3 separate regions of the Mus musculus genome follow, and all the other regions are linked to region 1. Evidence: chromatin contacts called from public HiCAR-type data. All regions are on one chromosome and are shown on one strand. Each heading gives the region's core, a stretch centred on a gene start, on an enhancer-like site or on the middle of the called end of the contact. The rest is flanking DNA. Distances are from core to core; before and after follow the strand shown.

Region 1 (3,756 bases), core at 507-3,006:
AGAGGGGAAAACTAATCTGTTGGGCTCACTAGATCCACACAGGTCTAAAGAAGAGGGAGGAGGGGAGGATCCGGGTAAGTCAGAGAAGGTGAGAAGATGGGATCCCAAGTCCAAGAGAAACACGGATGCTACGCAGCTGCCACCAAAGAAGGGAAAGAGAGTAAGCAGTTTCCAGGATGCCCAAGAGAGAAGGATGAATGACACTTCCTCTGGGACCTCCAAAAGGAGCCTTTCCTGCTGGCAGCTTGCTTTCCAGACAAATTGTGTGCACTGACCTCCAGGAGTATAGCATAACACGCTTGTGTTATTTAAAGCCATTCAGTCTATGCTAAGGTTTTTCAGCATAATTGGGAGGCAGATAATAGTCTGCCTGCCTTCCCTGTACCATGAGCAAACTCTTCTTCATATTCAGTTCTCAAGACAGTATGGATTTTTATACTGTCAGGGTAGACTAACTTAACCGGTGGTGGCACATGCCTCTAATACCAGTAGTCTGAAGGCTGAGAGGCAGGCGAATCCCTGATTTACAGAGTGAGTTCCAGGACATCCAAGGCCACACAGAGAAACCCTGTCTCCAAAACAAAAGAGATAAAACAAACAAACAAACAAAAATCCGACCAACAGTATAATTAGTAATTTTGTATAAATCGTAATAATTATGTAATAGTATATATGTATATAAATTCTGCTTGTTAAATGAAGTCTCTATCTGTCCTCAAAATTTTACATGTTTTTATTTTGACTTTTGGAATGTTAAGCGTACACATGAGGTTCTATCTTCAAAGGAAGGAGCACTCTAACTGTTTTTGCCTAGGAGCTTGGAGCTGGCATGAATGTGCTTCCAAGCCAAAGCCTGGTGGCCTTTGCACTATCTATGTGGCTAGCGACTTTTCTGACACTGCGTCTTCCTCCAGACCCTTATTGTAAATTAATTTTTCTCAGTCAGCCTATGGTGCCCACCCTCATGGACTTTACAAAGAGCTTCAGCATACCCAGGTCTGATCAGTATTTAGCTTACTTATTATTTAGCTTAGTATTTATTTAGTATCTCAACATTTTCGTGTGCTTTGTTGGGGGGGGGAAGGCGGTTACTTTAATCAGCACCAGAATAATTTTCACCAAATTGTGTTGATCAGCAAGAGCTGTTGCTAGGAGGTAGTTACTATTGTTGATTAATGTCTTTGGTGCCTTTAACCACTGAGTCACGAAGGCTTCATTCCCTCCTTGTCTCTTAACAGGGACCACTTCCAACTCCAGCTATTCACTCCTGGTAAGTGTATCCCGAGCTTTGAATTTGTTCATGCAAAGTCAGAACACACATGAAAGGAAAGACATCTGATCCAGTTCATAAACAAGGAAGCGATTAATAAATACAGTTCAGTACTTAAATTCGTGAGGGACAGGGACTGAGTCCACCTTGAGTCCGTGGTGACAATCCACCCAAGGTCTGAAACTGAACACAAAGTCGTTCCTAATTCAATTTAAAGCTTACTTTACAGTACCTGGAGTGCTCCCAAAGGAATCTACTAGCTCCTTTTTCCAGGACTCAGGGCCACACTAGGGAGCAAGGCAAGCTGACTTGACCTAATAGTGTTAGCTCCTTACACCCCAAATCGAAAATAGAAGGACTGGAAGCTGTATAAACCATGGTGATTCCTTCCACCAAGAACTTCCTTCTGAAAGCTTACCCTTGGCAAACTCAGGAGCAGGTCCCAGAAAACACAACAGTCTAGACCAGAGTCTCTGGTTGCTAGGCAACTGGAGTTGGTTCCCTAGGCCTCCTGGCCCTCTCCAACTTCCCCAGTAATAAAAGGGACTTTGACTCCACCTCTGGGCCCGAATCTGTACTCTAATCCTTCCACTCCTCTGGCTGCCTCTACAGTCTGGACAAACACCCCTACACTAGCAGACAAACCCACCTGGAGTCCAAAGGCTTTCTTTCTTTTCTTTCTTTCTTTCTTTTTTTTTTTTTTAAAGTGTAGCCTCCCAGACCAAGAGCTCAAATCTGAGGTGTGATAAACCCTGGCCTGGACTACAGTAGGGGACTCATGCACAGCAGGCTTCTCCTGCACCAGGAGACCAGCAAAACCCGGCAAGGATCACAGTGGATCATTCATTTAGTGGAATTCCTTTGAACATTATTTCACAGAGCAACTACCATTATGTCCAGAGTCCAATTTGATATTCGAGGAGAAAACAACCATAAAAATATCCTGTATCCCAGACTATCACCAATTTTCCCACCAAAATCTTACCTATGTTTGCAACATCTTTGGGTCTCAACTACCTGTCCATAAAGGGACAATGTTAGCTTGAGTAGTTGTACAACTCTACGCCAATAACAATAAGTGGTATCTTTCAATGCAATCTCAGATCTGCAAATATTTTGAGGCTTAAGATTCTAAAATTTTAATATCTTTTGAAAAATCAACTTTCTCCAAAACAGGCACATTTTAAACAGTTTCACATTCAAATTTCAAATATATTTTGTGGGTTTTAAAACTGTAAACTCTTTGCAACCCCATAGGAAGAACTACAATATCAACCAACCAGACACCCCCAAAGCTCCCAAGGACTAAACTACCAACCAAGGAGTACACATGGAGGGGTCCATGGCTCCAGTTGCATATGTAGCAGAGGATGGCCTTGTAAGGCATCAGTGAGAGTGGAGGCCCTTGGTCCAGTGGAGGCTTGATGATTCAATGTAGGGGAAAGCTAGGGCCCTGAGGCGAGAGAGGGTAGGTGGGTCAGTGCAGGAGCACCCTCATAGAGGCAGGAGGAGAGGGTAAGGGATAGGAGGTTTGTGGAGGGGAAATTAAGAAGGGGGGTAACATTTGTAATGTAAATAAATAAAATAACCAAATTTTTTAAAAAAAGGAACTCTGGGGTGGGGACACAGCTCAGGTGCCTGGCATGGTTAAGGAAGATGATTTGACCCCTGACAACTTCAAAAAGTTAATATGATGATCAATCCCAGCACTCAGGAGGTTGAGGCAGGAGGCTGCGAAGTCTAAGATGATTCGCAGCTATGTAATAAGTTGAAGGGCAACAGGCTGAGCTACATGAGACCTTGTCACAAAAGAAAGAAAGAAAAAAAAACATAAAACTTATTAGGACCTGCCTGCTTGCTCCTCTCCCGCAATGCTGGGGTTAGAGGTGAGCATATGTATTATACATGGAGTTGATGGGGGTGCTGGGGATTCAAACTCAGGCTGTAGACTCTCACCCCCTGAGCTGCCTGCATCCACTACATTTTCCTTTGAAGTTTATGTTTTACTTTCAACATTTATTTGCATAGTGTTCCCTGCATTCAGAATATGCTGAGCCCATGGAATCTGCTAATACACCAAAGATTAGAAGTAAGGCACAGAAGCCTGTCTATCGCTGCCTCTTATGTCACAGACAGAATCCAAAATGTTTATTAGGCCTTGCAAATAAGAAACAGTTTCCACGGTGGGTGGGTGGGTGAAGAACGTTAAAACACACGCAGTGTAATAATAGCATGCGTGTTTCTTTATTTAGTAAACAAACTTTGACTGGAGGCTTAAAGTGCCTGTTTTAGATTTAGAGAAAAATCTGTAAATAAGGGAGAGTCACCTTTGATGTGAAGGGCACAGCCTGGTGGGCAGGTCCTAGGGAAAAGGACATCAATTTAATTAGCAATCAAGCCAATGAGAAAAATGGGGCCTTCAGGTAGGAAGTGCAGGAAGATGAGGAAAGGTTTAAGGACCCGGGTGTCAGTCATGGTCGGATTAC
Region 2 (3,737 bases), core at 26-2,525, 770 kb before region 1:
TCAATACGTTAATTTTTTGAATCTAGAACATCTAGATTATACAAAAGTCCAATTTTTTTAAAGTTCTGTCTTTTTTTAAATTAAAAAAAAAGAACTCTGGGCAGAAAAAAATTAAGTAGCATAAGCTAAATGATTTGTATCTGCCAATTTGTGAGATCTAAATTAATTAAATAGACAACTAGAAAATACAGTTGTTTACAAATAGTTTGCACTCTAAATCAATCAGTGTAAGGTAATTCTGTACTGAGGAAAATATGATCATCTTATGCTTTTCTCTAATCTGGAAATCTTGCATAAGAAAGCTATAAAGGAGGATTTGAGTTTTTCCTTAGCCACAGTTCTTTCTGATAAATTGCAAAAGTAGAGCAGTTGCAGAGGAGGATCAAATAATGAACAAGAAAGAAAAAAGTAAAGAAAGAATACAGTGATTTCCTTATGTTTGAATTCACAACTAATCTTTTTAGGAATAGCTAGCTAGCATCTTCTGATCCATTGTGGTTAGTAGTGTGTTTTATCAGTGACAGAATAAGGACTTGCTTGAGTCAAATGAGAAAAGTTGTTAGGAGCTGGCTGCAGAGGATTTGGTGGGACGGTTCCAGTTCTCACAGTGAAAGCAGTGTAACTTTAGGAAAGTCTTCCCCCTCCTCTTTGCCTCCCCCAAACTAAGCGCACATCATTTTTATCTTGTAGCACATTTGGAGACGTATATAATCATTTCTTTACAGTCACGCTGACTTAATGGTCTTATAAGTGAGATAAATGCCTTAGGTTTATTTGATCAATATATTTGAATTATGCCTTTAGTGTCAGGATTCTAGTTGTTTTCATTCAAAGAAAGCCTCAAAGATAAACTATAGGGCAATTTGTTTCCTTGCATCATCTAGTGGATTTAAATGACAACTGCGGCAGTACTGTAAATTACTGCAAGCCAATCCTGTACGTCAAATTTTCAGTCGTATGTGGATAAACATGCCTGAAATCATTATTCGATTGATTACACAACTGGACAAGTAATTATTATTCCTCCTTTTACGTAAGAAATCATTGAAACACAGGTGAACGCATTAGTGAACGTTTAAAGCCCTAAACAAAATACCATAGCATCGTCGATAACATTTTATGAACCGGGAGAGAGAAAAAGACACAGGCAGGAATGCCAGTTGTCGCCACTGGCTCGCACAGACCAACAGTGCTCCCAGGCCAGCGAACTGCGCCAGAGCCCGAGCCCAAGCCCAGCCTCCGCGCGGAGCCAGTGCGCAGGCGCAGCACCGGGCGGAAGTGGGGGGGCGGGCCCAGACTGTCAGCGAGAGGAAGAGGCCCGAACGGCTGGGTGAGGCGCCGAGACGGTTTTCGCGGCGAGCCGGGCTCGGGTGCAGCTCAGAATCCCGAACTTGGGTGATCGTCGCAGCCGAGCGAGCGTTGGGGCTCCGGAGCGGCGGTTGCTGTCGCCGCGGACGCCGCCGTCGTCGCCGTTGCCGTCCCGGAGGACGAGGCCCGGAGAGGCCTTGCAGGCCTAGCGGAGCCCGAGTGTGCCGTGAGTAAAGCCAGCGCCCTCCGCACGGTCGCTTGCCGGTTAAGATGGAGGAGATTTCGTTGGCCAACCTGGATACTAACAAGCTGGAGGCCATCGCCCAGGAGATCTATGTAGACCTGATAGAGGATTCCTGCCTGGGCTTCTGCTTTGAGGTGCACCGGGCGGTCAAGTGTGGCTACTTCTACCTGGAGTTTGCAGACACTGGGAGCGTGAAGGATTTCGGCATCCAGCCAGTGGAGGACAAAGGCGCGTGCCGCCTCCCGCTCTGCTCCCTTCCTGGGGATCCCGGGGACGGGCCCCAGACGGAGCTGCAGCGTTCACCTCCGGAATTCCAGTAGTCACCACCTGAGAGAGGGCGACACAGTGACCAGGACAATAATAGAGACTGGTCCCCGTGGCTTTGGAGGAATAAGCTAAGTTGGAGAGAAAAAAAATTAAATCAACAAATAAAGGAAAAGCAAACAAAAGTCCCATTTACCCCCCTTCAAGATCTTAGCATTAAAATACAAAAAAAAAAAAAACCGAGAAGGCGTAAAACGAACAAAACACCCAAAGAGGAGAATTTAGGAATCCCGGTCCATTTGAAAGGGTCTCCCATGCCAGCTCTGAAATCCTGGGCAGAAGAAGGTCCAGAGGCGTCGTGCTGTATTTTGAGCTGTATAAAATACATGTGGATGTGCAAGGACCCTGAACTGTCCTCGGTACACAGGTGAGCAGCTGTGTACCCAGCCTATACAATTCTATTTGTTTCTCAGATTCTGCATCTGCCTGATGTCATGGGCCTCCTTCGAAGTTTTAGATGGTGTTGATGGTCAGGCCCTGATCAGTCAGCTTCGGTGGACTGCTCCTCTGATTTCTAAGCCTCCAATTGGGCCTCTTTGATACAAATAGAAGTCAGGTATGTGACTTAAATACTAAAAATATTAATATTCCCGTTTGAATTCGATGGGAAGCCCTTGTGCCCTTGTCTTCAAGAAGTTCCAAATCACCTGTTTTCCAAAGGTCCAGCATTTTGTGGGGACAAGGCCTTGCCTTTGGCTCATCAGAAGACCTGTCTTTCCATCCTACTGAGTGGCAAAGGTTTGGCAAAGGACAAGGTGGTTTTCAAACAGCTGAAGATTTTCTTTTGATGCTATGAGGATGAAGTGTACCTCCGCGACTGCACATCATGTCCAACTGGAAGACTCATGTCTTGAATTACATACTGCGGACATAAGTTTGGTGGGACGGTTTTTTCCTACTTTTGAGTTACTGGTGATGTAACCAGCCCATGGGTCTGACTTGATCATTATGACAGGTCGCTGCCCTCCAGTGGTACCACTGACCTACAGAAGGACATCATGGCAGAGCAGGAGGCTGTTTAAAAATTGAGCCAGGAGGGAACTTTTTTCCATCTGCCTTCAATAATGTGAATGAGTTTAATGCTAAGAGCCCTGAAACAGGCCTGGTTTACCTGGTATGGTTGCAGAATTCCTTCATCAACTGGGCAGTCAGACCTCTGCTGTGCTGATTGAGACTGTCTCCACCTTCTCTGCCCTCACAAACAGCAGTTCATCACTTGGTCCTCAGAACCTCCTTCCAGCAGGGGCTGTATATTTCTTGATGGAAAGTTGGAGGCAGGGTTAGAAGTAAAGGGGAAGTGAGTGGCATATCAAAACTGGTCTGTTTCAGTCCCTAAAATGGGGGGTTATGGAGGGTGGGAGTCCTGAGGTGAGCAGAAAAGAAAGGTGCTGCTTTATTTGAAATGTTTTCTTACCTCATTCTGTGCCCCAGTAAAGGGTCCAGCCTCATCTGTCTGGCTTGGCCATGTTCCTGTCACTGCTCCACTGCCTCTCTGGTGCAGCTCATGATTCCAGGTGCTGCTTGCCACACTAGGTTTTCTCTCGACCAATTTCAGCTCATCTTCCAGTGCTGCTCCTCCGAAGCCTACACAAGTTTCCTTTTTCCTTTTGTTGTCGTTTTCGTTTTCTAACTTTAAATTTTTATGTTGTTTTGTTTTACCTGTTTTTATGGAAGCCTTAGAGGAGAATCTCTCATGGCTCCCTCTGTTTGGATTGGAATGGGAAAATAACAAAAAAAAAAAAAAAAAAAAAAAACAACCTTTTTTTAAATTTACAAGGCAGTGTCATGTCTAAGTGTTTCTCTTATATAAGGCTGCCTTGCTAGTATATCTCCCTGCCTGTCATGAGTTCTTTCTTCCCAT
Region 3 (4,021 bases), core at 612-3,111, 1.0 Mb after region 1:
TGGGGCTCAAACTGTTCACATGGAATTTGACCGCAACAACGTAATCTCCATAATTAAAGAGCTTTAGGAAGGTCTTAAATTTCATCTATCCCCTTTGCTAACACTTTGAACAAGCACACTGCAGTCATTCTTGCTACCAAAAGACAGAGTACATACTTGCTACCCAAAAGAAAGAGCAACATGTTAGAAATTAGTTGGTCTTTTAATAGAGTGCATTTTAAATTGCATGGCCTTTCCCTTCCTTTTATAAAACCTGTTTTTATAAAACCAGCATTTTAATAATCTCACTGCAAAACAGGTTCTAGCAAGCACAGCAACTGATCCCAGTCTCTCGGCATGATCAAATTTAGATGAAACCCCAGGGGAAGAGAGAGCGTAACAAGCAATTTACCTATACCTCAATTGTTCTCTGGAATTCTTCAAGAGGCAAAAACTATTTTAAATGGTTATCTTGAAAGACCTTTAATTGCACTAATTTGGGGCTGCACTAATTTGAGGTTGTTTACAGTGAAATTACTTTGAAGAATTCCCTGCTAACCCAAGGTATTCTAATACTACTGTTACTTAAGTCTTCCAGCAGCAAAAAGGCACAAACTTCATTAAGTTATTGAAAGCAGATATGCTATCGTCAGATAAGTGTTCCCATCTGTTTAGAGACGAACCCAAGTTAACTTATTTCAGACGGCATTTAGTTAAAATGAAATTAGGTTATGTTTCACGACGCAGATGTCGCTCACAAAGAAGTGTTAAATGACTTTAGTGAATGGAAAATCTGCATCTACTGTTGCTTCGCATCAGCCGGTCTTGAGTGGGTTGCTCAATGAAGCAAAAGCATGCTCCATATGAAACTCCCTGGAACCTGATTACACTCTCCACAGCTTAGCCGCAAACAAAACGTAAAAAAAAAAAAAAAAAAAGTGCAACGAAGACACCGCCTTTTCTCCAGTGTGGCAAGAAGGCCAACGGAGCTGAGGTTTAAGGAACACCGCGACAGTCTCTGCAAAGGCGGGTGCGGTCCGCCTGCGAGCGGCACAACCTCTTCAGGGGCTGTCACAGGAAAACCCCAAGCCTTGCCTTAACCGCCCGGGGCGACAAAGCGCCAGGTTTTCACCCCCTGCGCGGGGGGCTTCCGGCGAGCCCCGGCGTCGCCCTGTCAAACTTCGGGAGGGGCAGACACACTCGGGACCCGGAACGCCGCCGAGCCGCCCCCGCCCCCATCCCAGGTCCCCACTGGGCTTTGTACCGCTGCAGACGCACCTACCGCGGGCCCCAAAAAACACGCCACCCCCGCCAGCCCTGCCAATCTCCCTCTCAGAAGGGACAAAGGAGAGGCAGGAGGGGAACTCGCGGCGCGGGGTACCCACGAGTGCCCACAGCCCGAGCTCAGAACGTAGGACTGAGGGACTACAGTCACCCCAAAAGGCACGACTCCGCTGCTCCCCAACACCGGGCTGAGCGCCACTCACCGATGCGGAGCCCCAGAGGAGGCGGCCCGCAGGGAGCAGGCTTCCGTGGGATCACAGGGACGCCGGAGTCCGGGGCCTTAGTGTCCGGTGGGACCCCCCCTCCTCAACTTCTCTCGGCTGCGGTCGCCCGCGGGAACTGAGAGCCAGCCCGGACGGAGAGCACAGGCGAGCCGCGGCGGGGGCTCGGCCCGGAGCGGCGAGCGAACTCGGGCTCCTCCGCCCGCGGGCCAGGGCGGAACCTCTTCCTTCTCTACCGCTACCGCTCTCGGCGGTGGCCGAGTCGAACGCCGCTGCCGCCCCGGCTGCCGCTGCCGCTGCCGCTGCCGCTACCACCGCCGCCCAGCTGGGAGCGCGTCGCAGCAGAATGCTGTCATCCGCCCTGACACCGCCTTTCTGGGCGCCGCGAGCCGCCACCAGCCTTCACATCCCAAGGCCCGCCCCTCTCGCAGCCCCGCCCCCAGCCCGGGCCTGGGCCACGCCCCCTTCCCGTCACGTGACGCCGCAAGGAGGCGGTCCCCGGGTAGCTTCTGCTGGGCGGGCGCGCAGAGGCAGCTGCTGGCAGCTCGTGGTGATGGCGAGCTGTCATGTCACCTCCCCTCCGCTCCCCTCCCCGCCCTCGAGGTTCCCTCTCAGGAAGCCCTGGGGTGGAGGGCCGGCTACCCGCAGGTCTCTGAAGTGCTCGCTGGGCAGGACCCGCCTCCCGACCTCTGGCCGGGCCCACAGAGGAGGCTGCCAGGAGAAATTGGGGCTTGAGAAGCAGCCAGGAGTCCCTGCTGCCTAAGTTCCAATGACACGTTCACTGTGGTGTCTCATTAGCTGTTGGCCTCACAGGAGGTTTGAGATGTAGACTTCAGTCACGCTGGGATGAAAATAGCCTAGCAGGCTTTCTTGTTATTGTTCCTAGTCATGTTCAGAATCCTGGGTGCCAGCTTTTACAGTCATGAAGTTTTACAGTGAGGTTGGTGACGGTTTTAGCGACGTGGCAAGTTGATAGTACCTCTCAATTTGAACAGAAAGCCTAATTTAACTCTTCGGATTTTGTTGTTGTTGTTGTTGTTTTGTACCTCAACTCTTGGCTTTTTTTGTTTTTTGTTTTTTTAACCATGACCCCAGAAATCCCTCCCCATCCTGTGGAGAGGAAAGGGGCAGAACTCATCACTGGAAGAAAGCCAGTTACAATACAGAAGAAGAGAAAAGCGACCTAACAGTGCAGAAGGAGGAATGAGCTGCCTCTAACAAGGCCATTCTCTACGATAAAAATTCAATTCCTTATTCCTTTATCCTTCTACTCTGGAACCAAGAATTTTTTTTTTAACTTTACACAATTTCCATTACATTTCTTGACAGGAAATCAGATGACATTCTGATCGTTTGGATACTTAAGTAGGCCATAGGATTCTGCCTGTTACTGATGTATTTCATAGCAGCTCTAAAAAATTTGCAGACGTGGCCATTTTGTTGCCCAAAGAAAGAGCAATTTACTGCTCAGTTAAATAATGCCAGGCCGCTGATCTTTAAAACACATCTTGATGCAGCTATGTTAACATTTGAAAAACAATTAGATTTTGTCATGAAGGACTGTTCCAATGAGGGAAAGATTCTGCCACATTCTTCTGTTAAGAAACCTAAGAAATTATATTTGTATTTTACATAAACATAAGGGAAGTTTATTGTTTTCTTGTTTTGTTTGTTTTTCTTGCTTGATTGTTTTGTTTTGTTTTGTTTTTCAAAGAGACAGGGTTTCTCTGTGTAACCCTAGATGTCCTGGAACTCCTTCTGTAGGCTATGCTGGTCTCAAACTCACAGAGAGCTGCCTGGCTCTCTCCTTTCTGAGTGCTGAGGCAGTGCAAGGCAGGAAACATTGTTATGTGATGGCGGTAACGTTCCAGTTTATCAGCAGATTGAAATGTCACTTATCTGAAGCAATGCTGTTTTTTTCAGACTAACAAAAGCCAATGTCATTTTTTAATGAATTGGGTTTTAATGAGATATAATCTAAAAGATAAGAATGCATAATATCTAAACCAAGCAATAATCAGTTCGTGGGAGGCTGGAGAGATGAGGCAGTCAAGAGTACCTGTTCTTGCAGGTCCTGGTTTCTATTCCCAGCACCCATGTGCTGGCTGGTGGGTCCAGGAAATCCCACCTCTTCTGACCCCCTCAGGCACAGGGCATGCACATGCAAGCAAAACACCCGTACACATAAAATAAATCTTTTTTAAAAGTTACCTTGTGAGTAGCTGGCCATAACAGCCCATCTCTGTAGAGTTTAAGACCAGACTGTTCTTTCTACATAGCAAGTTCAGGACTACATAGACTCCTAGAGAGACCCTGTATTTAAAAACAAATAATCAGGGTAAAAGTATGTCCCTTGTTGTTATTTAAATTGTATTTCTTACTGTGACCTGCAGTTAAATATATTTAAACAATTTTCCTAGAATATTAGATAACAAGAAAAATATACCTTCTTGGCTGTTTGGCTGTTTCCTTTGCTTTCACCCTGAGAATTGAAATTGAAGATTGCAACAAAGGAGGCGGCAAATTGCTTTGCCTAA

The links. HiCAR-type assays count read pairs that join an accessible place to other places.
Region 2: a contact with region 1 is called in a HiCAR-type map of astrocytes, with 2.7 times the contacts expected there. The contact joins the promoter of Atxn7l3b here to the promoter of Caps2 in region 1. A contact is called at or near these places in 1 of 39 promoter capture datasets (embryonic stem cells) and 2 of 115 datasets of contacts at active chromatin or transcription factors (astrocytes and bone marrow-derived macrophages).
Region 3: a HiCAR-type map of astrocytes shows a contact between it and region 1, with 2.6 times the contacts expected there. The contact joins the promoter of Osbpl8 here to the promoter of Caps2 in region 1. A contact is called at or near these places in 1 of 39 promoter capture datasets (embryonic stem cells) and 1 of 115 datasets of contacts at active chromatin or transcription factors (astrocytes).

The regions. Positions count from the first base shown.
Region 1 is chr10:112,161,621-112,165,376 of GRCm38.p6, reverse strand. It overlaps Caps2 (calcyphosphine 2), which reads right to left and starts at 1,756. Exons shown (of 18, transcript NM_001310675.1): 1 at 1,689-1,756.
Region 2 is chr10:112,926,564-112,930,300 of GRCm38.p6, reverse strand. Atxn7l3b (ataxin 7-like 3B) reads left to right here and starts at 1,275. Exons shown (of 1, transcript NM_001033474.2): 1 at 1,275-3,737. The coding sequence starts at 1,579. The coding sequence ends at 1,872.
Region 3 is chr10:111,162,642-111,166,662 of GRCm38.p6, reverse strand. It overlaps Osbpl8 (oxysterol binding protein-like 8), which reads right to left and starts at 1,861. Exons shown (of 24, transcript NM_175489.3): 1 at 1,467-1,861.